Linked DNA regions of Gossypium arboreum: all the other regions are linked to region 3. A link is a contact called in public Hi-C data. All regions are on one chromosome and are shown on one strand. The core of a region is the stretch at or near the end of the contact, and the rest is flanking DNA. Distances in the headings are between cores, read along the strand shown. Region 1 has its middle 12 kb from the start of LOC128279690. Region 2 holds the start of LOC108464988 (E3 ubiquitin-protein ligase XBAT33-like). Region 3 holds the start of LOC108489915 (leucine-rich repeat receptor protein kinase EMS1-like).

What was found. A called contact is a pair of places that touch in the nucleus more often than the background predicts.
Region 1: a contact with region 3 is called in a Hi-C map of leaf, with 2.9 times the contacts expected there. The contact joins the enhancer-like site here to the promoter of LOC108489915 in region 3. A contact is called at or near these places in 2 of 5 Hi-C or Micro-C datasets (both in leaf).
Region 2: a Hi-C map of leaf shows a contact between it and region 3, with 5 times the contacts expected there. The contact joins the promoter of LOC108464988 here to the promoter of LOC108489915 in region 3. A contact is called at or near these places in 2 of 5 Hi-C or Micro-C datasets (both in leaf).

What each region holds. Positions count from the first base shown.
Region 1 is chr8:70,273,303-70,276,002 of ASM2569848v2, reverse strand. No RefSeq gene overlaps it. Among protein-coding and RNA genes, the nearest start is that of LOC128279690, 12 kb to the left of the region's middle. Within about 2 kb of position 1,267, at least 2 of the 2 cell types and tissues checked have an H3K27ac peak or open chromatin away from gene starts, as enhancers often do. A contact at or near this core is called in leaf, where this site is marked.
Region 2 is chr8:69,981,373-69,984,219 of ASM2569848v2, reverse strand. It overlaps LOC108464988 (E3 ubiquitin-protein ligase XBAT33-like), which reads right to left and starts at 1,448. Exons shown (of 12, transcript XM_017765286.2): 1 at 411-1,448. LOC108464987 (protein ROOT PRIMORDIUM DEFECTIVE 1) reads right to left here. Exons shown (of 2, transcript XM_017765285.2): 1 at 2,002-2,847; 2 at 1,588-1,915. The coding sequence ends at 2,358.
Region 3 is chr8:70,946,733-70,949,432 of ASM2569848v2, reverse strand. It overlaps LOC108489915 (leucine-rich repeat receptor protein kinase EMS1-like), which reads right to left and starts at 1,401. Exons shown (of 1, transcript XM_017794657.2): 1 at 1-1,401. The coding sequence starts at 559.

The DNA of each region.
Region 1 (2,700 bases), core at 18-2,517, 670 kb after region 3:
TTATTCTCAAAAACAAAAAATAGAATAAAACGCTATAGAAACTAAGATTAAATATGAAACCTAACAAGTGCAAAAAAGCGATAAAAAACACTACAAAATACTCCAGAAAAGGCTCTTTAAGGGTTTAAAGAGCTTAATTTGATGTATATAAATATAGCAAATCAGTAAACAATGTAGGATATGGTCTTTATATAGACTTATAATCCATTTGCCTTTATCCCTTTGCCTTTTGTTCTTAGGCAATGCAGGATTCATTACCCTATTAACATAAGATTAAGGTTAAACTTAGCTCCTAAAGACTAAACACAAAAGTAACTTTGTACAATAATAAACAAGGACAAAATATGTATTTTAATAAGTTGGTGTTGATATTCAATAAAATCATGGTGGATGACATACGGTGTTTTGGATTTTTCCAACTACATTTAATTGGAAAATATGAACATTGTAAGATTTAAACTCACAACAATTAAATTAGTAAAACTTTAAATTTACTACTCAACTAAAACTTATTTTTTAAAATCAAATAAACATGGAAGAAGACTTGAACTTGGGCTATATGAGTGGAAAACACAAATACTTAATCATCATGATAAAGAAGCTGAACAAAAATAATTTAATTGGGAAATAAATTGAATTCACTATGAAATTGAATTCAAAGCTTTGATGAGGTGTTAATTACTTTGATGAATCAAGGGTTTCCACAATTTTAACAGCTTATTATACGAAAAATAAAAAAATTAAAGTTAATTTGATGGATAGATAGATTGAGAAAACGATAATGTTCAGTTTTTCATGAACTCAAGTTTGTTTTTCTTTTCTTTAGAAAGAAATTAGGTAAAAGATTTAGCCAATAAATAGTTCACACCTGTTTTAAATTATTTGTTTTCAATTTTTCTTTTTTTTCTTCATTGTCACATCAAATTTATTTAACGGAAATTCTTAATATCATCATTGATTTTTATCGGTTGCTAATTTTTAAATTTACACCAACAAAATTATTTTATTCTTTTAGAAGATAAATTTGAAAGGAATTAAAAATATTTATATAAAAAATTCAAATTTTATTTAAAATACTGAAAGAGTAAAACTTAAAATTTGAAGCCATCAAAACGCAAGTTTCGACCTTCTGAATGGAAATCTTCACAATATTCATTTTTAAAACCCGACTCTAATTGATAAAAAGCCACGTCAGCGTGTGGTCCTAAGCCTATTATTGCAGAAATGCAGGTCAATAACTGAATGCAGCAGAATTTGATTGTCGGAGAGGAGTGTGGCTTGCTAGGCTATATTGGATAGGAACTAAGGCGTTTCATGGCCTTTAATTGGCTACATTCTTGACTATGAACCCAACTTTTGGATCATATGCATCTGCTCTGGACTACAAAAGTAGTACCACTAATTTCCCATACACCGATTCAAATCAAAATTTTAAAAGTTAACAGCACTCTGCTCCATTATAATAGTTCCAATTATTCGTTGGCATTAAATTACTTATTCAAAAGTTGAATATTCAAAAGTTGAAGTACTTTGCTCAACTGTTAGAATCGAATCTGTGATTTCATATTTGAATTTTGGTATATAAATAGTATAAAACGTTATATATAAGTTTGTCCATTATCAATCTGGCGAGCTTTCCATTATGAGTGTCTGTTATTTGAATGTTCTTACCCTGCTTGTTGATAATTTTTTGAAGAGTTAAGACATATGTAACTTCTAAGGGGTAACATATTACGGTACATAATACCTAATTACTTTTAATATGTTATATAAATAATTAGTACCTTTTATATATATATATATATATATATATGAATGAGTAATTCTAAATGATACAATAAAATAAACACTCAACAAATTAAATTTTTTTTAACTAAGCAATAATATTATTAAGAAACCAGAACAATACAAAATTAACATATAACTAAAAAAAAAACAAGGTTCAATGCAGAAAAAGGAAAGCCTAAAATAACACCTAAACTCACGCGTGAACCTCAAGAATCAAACACAAACTTCAACACCTTAATATCATAAACAACAAAGACGAGAAGAGCAAAAAGAAATCCATACCCATCGCAAAGTGGCTTTCAATACTGATAAAGGAGCCAATTGAAAGGATCCATACAAAGTTGATATATCCCACTATCGAAAATGAAATCCAATCCGAATAAAATTATATGTTTGAAATCAGGGATTTAAATAGCAGTTCGATATCGTTATAGCAGCCGCTATATAGTTGTAGCGGCACTATCTGAAACCGTTATTGTCGAAACCGCTATTATGTTTTACAATAAGTTGTGTGAATTTTTAAAACAATTCACGACCGCGATATTCGAAGTGACCGCAATAGCATCCGTTATGTCCGCAACCGCGACAAACGCAACGCAACCGAAAACGCGGCCGTGACTGCAATTTAAATCCCTAGTTGAAATAGTTATTTAATTTAATATTTATAATAATTTATTTTATTAATAACTTAAAAAAATTTTCAAATCTCAAATTTATACATTTATTTTGACTCAAAAAATTTCATACATACATTTTGATTTAGTTTAATTTTTTTTTATAAACCACATAATTGAAAGAAAGTGAAATATAAAACAAAAAACACTATTATATCTATGTGAATGTTTAATTTTAGTTCAATTTTACATCTAAAATTTTAATTTTGATTTAATTGTATACATCTATAAAGATAAA
Region 2 (2,847 bases), core at 199-2,698, 970 kb after region 3:
AAAATGTAATGTCAATTTCAGATTTCATTGATTAGTATACGTCGATTGTATAAGATAATTTGTTATAACTAATTTAAATATGTCCCATGATAATCGGTAAAACAAAGACAAAAATAGTAGACCAAGACACGTTTGAAAACATGAAAGATGGTCGGTTCCTAATTTATTAAAAGATAAATTAATAATGAACAAGATGCATTGCACATTTATTCAAATAAAATGTCCCTACAACCCTTGTTCGATATTAAATTCAAATCAAAATGACAATGCTCCTTTTCAGCCATAATTCCTAATATTTAGTTAATTATCCAGTTACATGAAATTTTCAATAAATTATTAAAGTTTTTCACAACAAAATCACTATCCAAGATAATGAAAAATAATAATAATAAGGGGGTTAATAATCAAACCTGTAATCAGTGTTGTTATTTCAGAGTATAAAATTATGCCTTGCGTAACACAAATGCAAAGCAACAAAAGCTTTCGCCATCCAAATTGTTATCACAATCACAACCTGCTAAGAACCATTAGTTGAAAAATTAATAAAGTGGCCAGGCTGACGCCTTCTACCTGTGATAGGGCAACCCTTGTTACAGGGCCAGGGGTTCTGACCGAGTGTGTCTGGTGTCAACTGTATACAAAGAAATATCCAATTCATAATTCTCAAGAATCAAGTTTATACTCATCAAAGACTATGTTGGTGTCTGTTGTTTTCAGTGCTCACACGTGGGATTATGAAGACTCATCCAGATTTCAAACCTAATACTTGACACATACGTGACACAAACTATAGTTTGTTTGGCTTTTAAGATATTTTTCGCTCTTGATTTTCAAACCAAACCAACCAATTTCTGACCCATGACTTTTGGCAGACATCATCTTCTGGTCCACTCATATGGACTAACTTGTTATGCTAAAGCAATTGAGGAATAAAAAAAACAGCTTTATATAAGCTGTGATAAAAAGAATCTTCTGAATTGGAAAACAAGAATTTTCTCCTCCTGCATATTACTTGGCTGGAAAAAAGTTGTGCTGTAAAACAAAACTATTTTCCTTTATCACAAGGAATTAAATCCCAGGTCTATAAGAAACACCATATGGTCTCCTAGTGACTTGTGGACATTGTTAGAATTTGAGCTTCAATTCAAATCCCAAAATCTCGTGCAGCCCTGTCAGACTTCTTGTGTACCTAATTTCTTCTAGACTAATACTACAATATGATCAACCTCATGTCATAAGAAGTAGGATATAGGTACTGGAAGACTCCTTACCCAGCATCATACTTTGAGCTGTTACCACTCACCAAACCACAGAATTTTTGCATCTCTACATTCATCTCATCAAGACTCAATATAATCCAATCAATATAACTTTCATCTACAAACTCCATCAGGACTGTATTTTGCTTAGAACTTGAAAGCCAAACTAGTATGATAAAAACAAATTCTTCTAACTAGAGAATATGCAAACTTTATACGATGCTAATTAGAAGAAAGCATTCCAGTTTGTTTGACCAGATAAGCCAATTCCTCTTGCAGTTCATTCCAAGGTTGCCAGAAATGATAAAATAAAACTTTAAGCTAACGGTTTTCTTTAAAAACCACCATATTTATCTCCTTAAAACCTTAAGCGCTCAAGGAACAGGATATAATGTGTCATTTGCAGCAGAAATACTAGTATTTAATCAGACCCTATTCTACATTTGTAATGACTCACTATTATCTAGTCTCTGCAAAAGAACTCTAGACAGGAAAATGTAAATAAAAAGCCAATACGCTTTATCATGGAACAGGGACACCTACTTCAAGCCAAAGGCCTGCTTTCCTGTGTAGTAGAACACCCATCCATCCATCTGCTTAACCCTGACCAATATTTTTCTTGGTTTCTCTTCCTGCCAAACAGAAAGAAAGAACACCTGTACAGAATTTGAAAGGGTGAACAGAACATTAAAACGCAGATGGAGGGAAGGGAGGGCAAAAATAAGAGACTTGTGGCACTTACACTATAGCAGTAGCAACTTAATGGTGCAAAATCTTCACGGAGCTTCTTATTTCAATTTACCTGCTGAAATTTCCACCAACATCTTGCATTGGTGACTAACACAGGCAAGAAGAATTGCACAATAGATGCCTTCGGCTTCTTCAATAGTCCATTAACATAGAAATGCTACTTCCACCAACAACAAAGAAATCCATTGCACTCTACAGATCCAAAAAACTATCCTTAATCCAAAATGTCTTCTTAATGTTAATGAATGTAAAGAGTGGTCTTCCATTGTAAAGTCTGGCTAATTATAAGTTCACTGTTTCAAAATTAACAATGACAATAACTAACAGAATTTAGGCCTTGTCATTCACTTAAACGGTATCCTCCTTTTCATCCAAATATTGAGTCTCATCTATGTCATCAGAAACAAAATCAGAATCTAAACTATCATTTCCTTCTTCATCGTGCTCTATTTCATATTCAACCCCAAAATCTTTCAAGTCAGTTTCCATATAGTCTGGTCTAACACACACTATGTCATCAACTTCCGTATCCCTCCTATAGCTAACCAGTTCCTTATCCACCATTGCCTTCCTAGAACTTAGCAAAACTAACTCGCCCAACTTCCTTCTCGCCAAATACAAATCATTTGGCTCAGTTAACTCCCCCTTCCTATAAGCTTCCCTAAGAAACACTGTATGAAGCTTCCCATAATTCCCCCTAGTTGAAACATAAAATATTCCCTGATGCTGAAGCAGAAAATCCTTCAACTTTTTAGGCAAATTCATCGCCATCCTAAAATGCGCAATCCTCTCCAAAGAAATCTTCTTCTCCACAGTCAATGACAGCAACTCATGAATA
Region 3 (2,700 bases), core at 152-2,651:
CAAAGAGTGTTGAAGGGAAAGAACCTGAAAGGAAATTGTTAGCCAGGTCCAAGAACTGTAGCTGAGTTAACTGTCCAAGCTTAGCCGGCACTGTGCCAGTGAGTGCATTGGTGGAAAGTTCTAGCGTCCGAAGTGCATTCAGGCTGCCCAGCTCGGAAGGGATGTTTCCGGTGAAAGAGTTAGACCCGAGTTTGAGGGTCTTGAGGAGAGTCAACTCGGCCAACTCAGTCGGAATTTGGCCAAAGAAGGAGTTAGAGGACAGGTCTAGGAGGGTGAGGTTTGAGAGGGACGAAAGGGACGGAGAGAGAGAACCTGTCAAGGACCGAGATGGAAGAGAAAGCGAGATGACTCGGCCGAGCCGACAAGTGACACCATCCCACTTGCAGAAATGAATTTTTTGGTTCCATGATGATAGAAAATGAGGGTTTTGAAGCCCTCTTTTGAAGGAAACCAGAGCTTCCCTGTCTGGGTTTCCGTCCGCTTGCTCTATCGTTGCCCCTGATATCGATAACAACAAATGAAGGAAACAGAGGAAGTGAAACAAAAGCTTAAACTCCATAGCCAAAAGAAGAAACAGTAATATTTACAGGGGAAGATGGGAAAGAAGAGAAGAGATAAAAGATAAAAATGGAAGGATGATAATGGCCATAGGCAAGGGGAGTAAATTCCGAAGAAAGGTTTGGGTGAACTTTAAAGAAGAAGACACCATAGCCAACGTAGCTCACGTGACTGGAGCTTTTGTAACTGCAATCCTCAAATCTCAATCGTGTTTCCTTTAATATATATATATATATATATATCTTTTTATTGAGAGAAAAATCCCACATGAGTTTTGATTGATCATATATTACAAGTACCCCTGAGGCTGAATCTTTGGTTTGGAATTATTATACGATAGGAACAAAAATCTTTTGATTTGTATATTAAACAAACGAGCTATAAAGGGCCCCTACTTCAGAGAATCCGGCTCTTGTCTCTTTTCTTTAATTTTCGCTTTGATAAAATTAGCACACTATGGATGATTGTGGTTTAAGGCCTAAAAGCTGAGATACCCTTTTGTTCATTTCCTTGGGTTGTTAGAAGAAATACGTTTTATTTAAATAAAAGTGCCCCAACCCAAATTTGCTTCTTCAGTGCAGCTGTAGGTGCACTGTACAATTTTCTGCCGAATCTCTGATACTCAAAGATTTGGGGAAATTATTGAAAGATGGAAGAGATAGAAATTTAGTGAAAAAGGTGTAGTAAACGATGTGGTTGTTTGTAAGCGTGAAATGTGTGTCGTCGCCCTTCATCTTGAGATTTTCAGTAGTCAGAACAGATTGCTTTATAATGGAATCTCAATTATCAACCCCCCAAAAATGAAGCAACAGAGTAAAAGAACTGGACTAAACTGAAGAGGTGAAGATTGCGGAGCATGGCATTGGGAACAAGAACTTACAGAAACCAGTGCTTTAATTTCATTGGCAGACAAATTATTATTATTATTATTATTATTATTATTATGGTTAAATCGCTATTTAAGACTTAAAAAAAAAAATCAACTTCACCCAAATAAAAATTTCTACAGATCCATCCTGGTTTTGTATTTTTGTGATGCAGGTCAGTTATCAGATGAAAATTTTGGACGCATTATTATGTGAGAGTGAGAGGGAGTGGTCCCTTAAAATTATGGACCCCTACATTTCCTTCCGATGAGACGGTCCAGATGCTAATTTCGGTCAGGTGCATTATTCCAATTGACCTTATTGCCCCTTCACACTCTTAAATTCATGTTAGAGAATAGGACCTATTAGGTATTAATAAAATAATATTTGATTCTAAAATTTTAAAATTTAATATATTTTTTCAATAATGAATTAGTTTTAAACCTGAAGATTATTTTTGGTCGAAATTATAACTAATAATTGCCTTAATTTTATTTATATTTTTTTGAACAAATATTAGTAATTGCCTTAATTTTATATTTTACAGGAATAAATGGTTTGGGATGTGCAAAAGGACAAGGCATAAGGGCTCTCTTAATTTGCATAGAAAAAAGGAGTGTATCTTATAGGGGAGGTGTCTGTTTTGAGTTGTTTGTAAGGACATGAGAACCTGATGTAGGCTGAGTTGTCCCTTCGGTCCCACTTAGAGCAATACATGGATCGGCTGGTTCGCAAAATCTGGCCACCCCGACAAACAGTTTTTGTTTATAGGAAAGAGAGAAAATATTTTTTAAAAATATTTTTATTTAAATTTAATTATAAAAACATATAAATATTAAATAATAGTACATATTTTATTTTTTATGCTTATTATATAAAAAATATCTATAACATTATTCAATAATCAATTGAGCTCTCAATTAAGAGTAACACTCAATTGAATTCTTATTCTATATAGACAATCAATTAAGCCCTTCAAAAGTCAATTTCTATATAAACACTGTTAACTTCGCCATGTGGTACATAAGGTTGTGCTATATGGTGAAATCTAGTAATTTTCTTAAAATTGTTTAAAAACATAAAAAAATCACAAAAAAATTATAAATCTTTTATCTAAAATTATAAAAAATTAGAATTTTGAAAAACTAAAAAAGAAAGAAAGCTAAGTTGTCTAAATATGCCTTTTTTTTTTGTTAATTGGCCATGTAGGTCATTTTTTTGAAGAATTAGAGAAATAGGTCAATTTTAGAGAGAGTGTGTGAAAACGCACTCATCT